Regions from separate parts of the Capra hircus genome. Here region 1 is linked to region 2. Evidence: chromatin contacts called from public Hi-C data. All regions are on one chromosome and are shown on one strand. Each heading gives the region's core, a stretch centred on a gene start, on an enhancer-like site or on the middle of the called end of the contact. The rest is flanking DNA. Distances are from core to core; before and after follow the strand shown. Region 1 has its middle 47 kb from the start of ASIC2. Region 2 holds the start of LOC102175889 (C-C motif chemokine 2).

Region 1 (2,753 bases), core at 247-2,746, 66 kb before region 2:
TTTTGTTCTTCAAACAAACTAAAGTGATTTTAATAAGGCTTAATATTATTTAATGGCAACCTTGTGTTCTATGTCGTCACCTCTTTTAACGCAAGGTGGCGTTCGAGAGCACTTGGATGCCATCCCCGCTCAATCCAGCAGATGGCAGCAGGCTCCCACCAACCTCTCAAGACACCAGGTTGAATTTCCTGGACCCTCTGTGTCCTGCGTGTTCCCTCTTTATTTCTTCCTTCCAATTGCCATTATCTCTGCCCAGTCAATCTGTCATACCGAAGGGGGACACTTAAGTGAAAGATGAAGGAAACACACCCATGAGCCCCATTTATGCCAGGTGTTGTTCTTTACCCTTAATAAGCAATATTTCATAACTACTTCAACTGTATATCATGGGAATTATTATTTTATTTGAAAGATAATCAAACAGAAGCTCAGGCAGGGAGAATATGTTCCTAAGTACTGAGCTGGAAGTGCTGAAGATGGGGCTTGAGCTTGGCCTTTCTTTCCACCTGGTGGTGGTTTAGTTGCTAAGTCGTGTCTGACTCTTGCTACCCCATGGACTGTAGCCCGCCAGGCATCCTCCATGGGATTCTCCTGGCAAGGATACTGGGGTGGGTTGTCATTTCCTTCTCCAGGGGATCTTCCTGACCCAGAAATCGAACCTGTGTCTCCTGCATGGCAGACAGAGTCTTTACCAACTGAGTTACAAGGGAAGCCTTTCTTTCCATAGCACACTGTCCATATCTGTAGGCCAAAATGCTCAGTGTAGGATCCTGCAGGAAAAGCTCCTATTTACTGAGTGCTCATTGGAGCAGCATGGTAACCACATTACATGCATTAACTCATCTATATTCACATGTGAGTGAGGTAGGGACGGTTTTTATTCCCATTTTAAAGCTAGGTAGTGAAACAGAGGCGCTGAGAAATTGACACACTTTCAAAGGTCACACCCTTGGTAAAGGCTGGAGCTGGCACTGGGAACCCTGCATTTGGATCTGGACCCCAGATCCTTGACTACTGAACTGTGTGTTAAATGACCGCTTTAACAAGCTCTGTGGGGAGTGGAGGAGGCTCCTGGCTGTAGTGAGAGTCTCAGTCCATTTCTCCCAGGAGTGGTGAAGAATTGAATGGCTTCTTCGTCCACTGCATCCCCTGGGGGGCCCAGTGGCATTCAAGGGGTCCACTGTTTTCTCTGCTTCGTGTCCCCAGTTCTTAGAATTCTTCTAAGACCTATGACTGTCTGTTTAGCCAGCCTGCCTTTAATGAGTAACTTGTGTGTGTGTGTGTACTAAGTCACTTCAATCGGATCTGACTCTTTGCAACCCCATGGACTGTAGCCCACCAGGCTGCTCTGTCCATGGGATTTTCCAGGCAAGAATCTTGGAGTGAGTTGCCATGCCCTCCTGCAGGCGATCTTCCCAACCCGGGGATCAAGCTCGCATGTCTTCTGTCTCCTGCATTGGTGCAGGTTTACCACCAGCGCCGCGTGGGAAGCCCTTGCGCTGTGCTGTGCTCAGTCGCTCAGTCACGTCTGACCCTTTGCAACCACATGGACTGTAGCCCGCCAGGATCCTCTTTCCATGGGGGTTCTCCAAGCACGAATACTGGAGTGTGTCACCATGCCCTCCTCCAGGATGCCCTTACCATCCACCAAAAAAGTAATGCAGAAGGCTGCAAATAAGAAAAGAGTTTATGGGACTTCCCTGGCAGTCCAGGGGTTAAGACTCTGACCAGGGGACTTTGCAGGGAACATGGATTTGAACCTGGTTGGGAAAGTAAGATCCCACATGCCTCACAGCACCACCAAAATCTTTTAAAAATAAAAAAAAAAGAGAGAGAGAGTTTACTTGGAGTCCTAAGAATTGCAATGCAGGAGACATAAAAGTTGCCATGAGGTTGTTTAAAGTTTCCTGGTGGAATCATTATAGACCCCCAAGTGACTCAGGAAATACTTTTTCTTAAGGAATCACAGGTTGTTTCCGCATAAGGAGTTCAAAAAGCATCTTGAATCTCTGACAGGTGTTCTGGATGACTTCATCAGGTCAAAAGGTCAGATTCCATCCAAGCTGAAATATGCATGTCACATTACTTCTTTTTTATTGGCGTATACTTATTTACAATGTTGCATTAGTTTCAGGTATGCAGCAAAGTGAATCAGTCATACATATATCCACTCTTTTTTAGGTTGTTTTCCCATATAGGTCATTGTAGAGTACTGAGTAGCGTTCCCTGTGCTATACAGTAGGTCTTTATTAGTTATCTCTTTTATAGATGGTGTGTATTTGTCAACCCCGATCTCCCAGTTTATCCCTCCACCCTCCCTTTCCCCCTGGAAGGTCACACTTTCTTAAAGGCCTCCTGTCCAGCTCCACTTTGGGGAGCTCACTTAGCAATATTGTTTTTGTTTAGTTGCTGAGTCGTATCCTGCTCTTTGTGACACCAGAAACTGTAGCCCACTGGGTTCCTTGGTCCATGGGTTTTTCCAGGCAAGAATACTGCTGTGGATTGCCATTCCCTTCTCCAGGGAATATTCTCAGGCCAGGGATCAAACCCACATCTCCTGTGACAGCAGGTGATTCTTTACCACCGAGCCACCTGGGAAGCCCTCACTTGGCAATACTGACTCCCTTTTGATTTTCCTTTCATGCTGGTAAATGCCAAACACAAACTATGGAAACACAGTGCCTGCCTGCAAAGAGTTCTCATCTTGTGGGGAAGATCATATGCAAAAGCAGGCAAAAACAAAACTATAGCGA
Region 2 (2,700 bases), core at 77-2,576:
CAACATTGTTAATCAGCTATACTCCAATATAAAATAAAAAGTTTAAAAAACAAACAAAAACAAATGCAGTGATTGGCAGACAGTTCTTCCCCAAAGTCCCATATGTTGCAAAGACATTGTCTCCAAGACTCTTTGAGAAAGAAGGATCAATAGGGCCTTCCATGCCCACTGGGCAAAGCCAAGCAAGCTCAGAATCGTGAGGCAGTAGAATCGGGGGAGTCGAGGCCTGAATCCGAGGCTTGGCTCAGCCACCGGCACGCCTCAAGGAATTCTGTCATATTTGTGAAAGAAAAGAGTTCAATGAAATGAACACTAAGGTCTTTTAGGTGTTATGATGGATTCTGGGGTTTCTGAGGAAGTCTAAGGTGGAGTTGCAGCATGAAGGCAGCCGTCCTAATTCCGGGAAGACTGTTCTTTGACTCACGCCTTCTCCTTGGGAATCCTAAAGAAGCTGGGATAACAGTTGCCATAGCCGAGGACACGCCTCTTGTCTTGTCTTGTCTGCCTGCCGTGCTAACCACGGGCTCCAGATTCCTGTAATAACTTAACTACAAGGAATGTCCTCAGCTCCCTTTCAGACGTCTGCTGATTCTGCAGAGACTGAAGCCAGAGGGCATCCAGATATATGACCAGGCAGCCAGCTGGAGAATGTGCCCCTTCTTCTCGAAGTGTGTCCTAGTCGTGACAGCACAGACACTGGGCTTTGTTTGGGGGAACTTGAACCGGTTCCTTAGCTCCTCTGTACCTTGGCTTTCTGACTATAAAATGGAAATGAACAGTACCTAATGGATGGAGTTGGAGTACTGAATATTCCCAGTTCAGAGTTAGGTGCTGCGTGAGTATTACATCAACATGATCTAGATGGCTCCTTCCACATCTTAAATCTGATGGTTCTATTAATAGAATTCAGTTTTATAGTTTTAAAAAAAACCCCTATAGTTCTACTAAGCTTACCTTGTACCTCCATGCTACATATTAAAGAGCAAACAGATTTAATACACTGTTGGGTGCCTGCCAAGACTTCAGGACTCCTCCTTGGCTTGAAGGTCCCTGGGCTGTTGTTTGAGGGTGGACCAGTCATTTGCTCAATAGAACCCATTTCTTATTATGCATATAGTGATCCACTGCTATATTTATTAAAAGGATAACCAACAAGGACCTTCTAAATGGCACAGGGAACTCTGCTCAATGTTTTTTGGCAGCCTGACTGGGAAGGGAGTTTGGGGAAGAATGCTTTCTTTCAGCATCCTTGTGACTTCTGTTTCTCTGGCTTCCTTTCTTTTCTGCAGAGTTTTCACTTCAGAAAAAGGGGAATCTTAAGAATAAACCGTTTGGTTTACTCTGCGGTCTCTGGATATAACTGCACCCTGCCCCTCACCCTTTTGATCTCAGCTGCAAATGGAAAATTGCCCAGTCGAGACCCACCGCTTCCTCTCCTACTTCCTGGAAATGTCCCGGCTGCTTCACTTGCTCAGCACATTTAACATTCTGCTTCGGCACTCACTAAGGAGGATGCCGCCCCGGATGCCGCCCCTGGGCCAGTCTCACTCCCACGGCTCCACCCTCTCGGTGGGTGATTTCAATAAAAGGCAGGCCAAGCCACTGGAGGAGCAGAGGGGCCAGTCCAGAGGCCAACAGCTCCCACGCTGAAGCTTGAATCCTCTCGCTGCAACATGAAGGTCTCCGCTGCTCTCCTCTGCCTGCTACTCACAGTAGCTGCCTTCAGCACCGAGGTGCTCGCTCAGCCAGGTGAGCCCCCTTCTCCTTCCCTCTGAAGCTCATCGCCCCCTCTCTGGGTCATGATGGGCCAGCGGAGCAGAAGGGTACCTGCACTCTCACTTTCACTACAAGATCAGGAAAGTCGGAGAGGCATAGGAGTGAGCTTGATCACACAGCTGCTCTTGGAAGAGAGCCTGGATGAGAATTCCAGATGTAGACCTCAAATCCAGCTCCTTCCAGGATTCCAGCTCTGGAAACCTGAGCCCAGTGCAGTTATTGCCCTGGCTCATTTCAGCAGCATTTGAGGACTGGGATATAAGGAGGGGGGCTCTCTGGCAGGGTATATCCAGATACTATGGAGGCCAGGGGAGAAGATCTGAAATCTGGACTCCAGAGACTCAGTTTTGCAGAGGCAGTGGGTATCAGGGAAACTCACAACAAAGCATCCATTTCTTCTTACCTAAAGGGGACCCTTAGCTAACTTTGATAGCTTGGATTATTTGCTCCTACTAACAGAATTTCCCCAAATTATCTAGTTTTAACAAAGCTCCCTTCCCTCAGCTCATTGTCAGTGCTACATGCCCATTTTAGGGCTTAGGAAACTGAGTCCATCTGATACTGTAGCTTTGAAGCACAAGCTGAAATATTAGGATTTAAGGGGTTCTCCCTGCACACCTGACTCCCTTTTGCCTTCTCCTTACTTCTCTTTTCTGCTCTGATTGAGATTGGAAAGAACCTAGTCCATTCTAAAGTGCTTTTTCTTTGTGGTTCTCTTTCCAGATGCAATTAACTCCCAAATCGCCTGCTGCTATAAATTCAATAAGAAGATCCCCATACAGAGGCTGACAAACTACAGAAGAGTCACCACCAGCAAGTGTCCCAAAGAAGCTGTGATGTAAGTTGAGCACACCAGCCCTGCATGGTGCAGTTCTTCCTCAGGGTGCAAGGGGCAAGGCTCACACAAATGTAACGTCAGAGAGT

What was found. A called contact is a pair of places that touch in the nucleus more often than the background predicts.
Region 1: a contact with region 2 is called in a Hi-C map of blood, with 4 times the contacts expected there. The contact joins the enhancer-like site here to the promoter of LOC102175889 in region 2. A contact is called at or near these places in 2 of 5 Hi-C or Micro-C datasets (blood and liver).

What each region holds. Positions count from the first base shown.
Region 1 is chr19:15,621,609-15,624,361 of ARS1.2, reverse strand. No RefSeq gene overlaps it. Among named protein-coding and RNA genes, the nearest start is that of ASIC2, 47 kb to the left of the region's middle. Within about 2 kb of position 1,496, at least 1 of the 5 cell types and tissues checked has an H3K27ac peak or open chromatin away from gene starts, as enhancers often do.
Region 2 is chr19:15,555,925-15,558,624 of ARS1.2, reverse strand. It overlaps LOC102175889 (C-C motif chemokine 2), which reads left to right and starts at 1,326. Exons shown (of 3, transcript XM_005693218.3): 1 at 1,326-1,749; 2 at 2,500-2,614. The coding sequence starts at 1,674.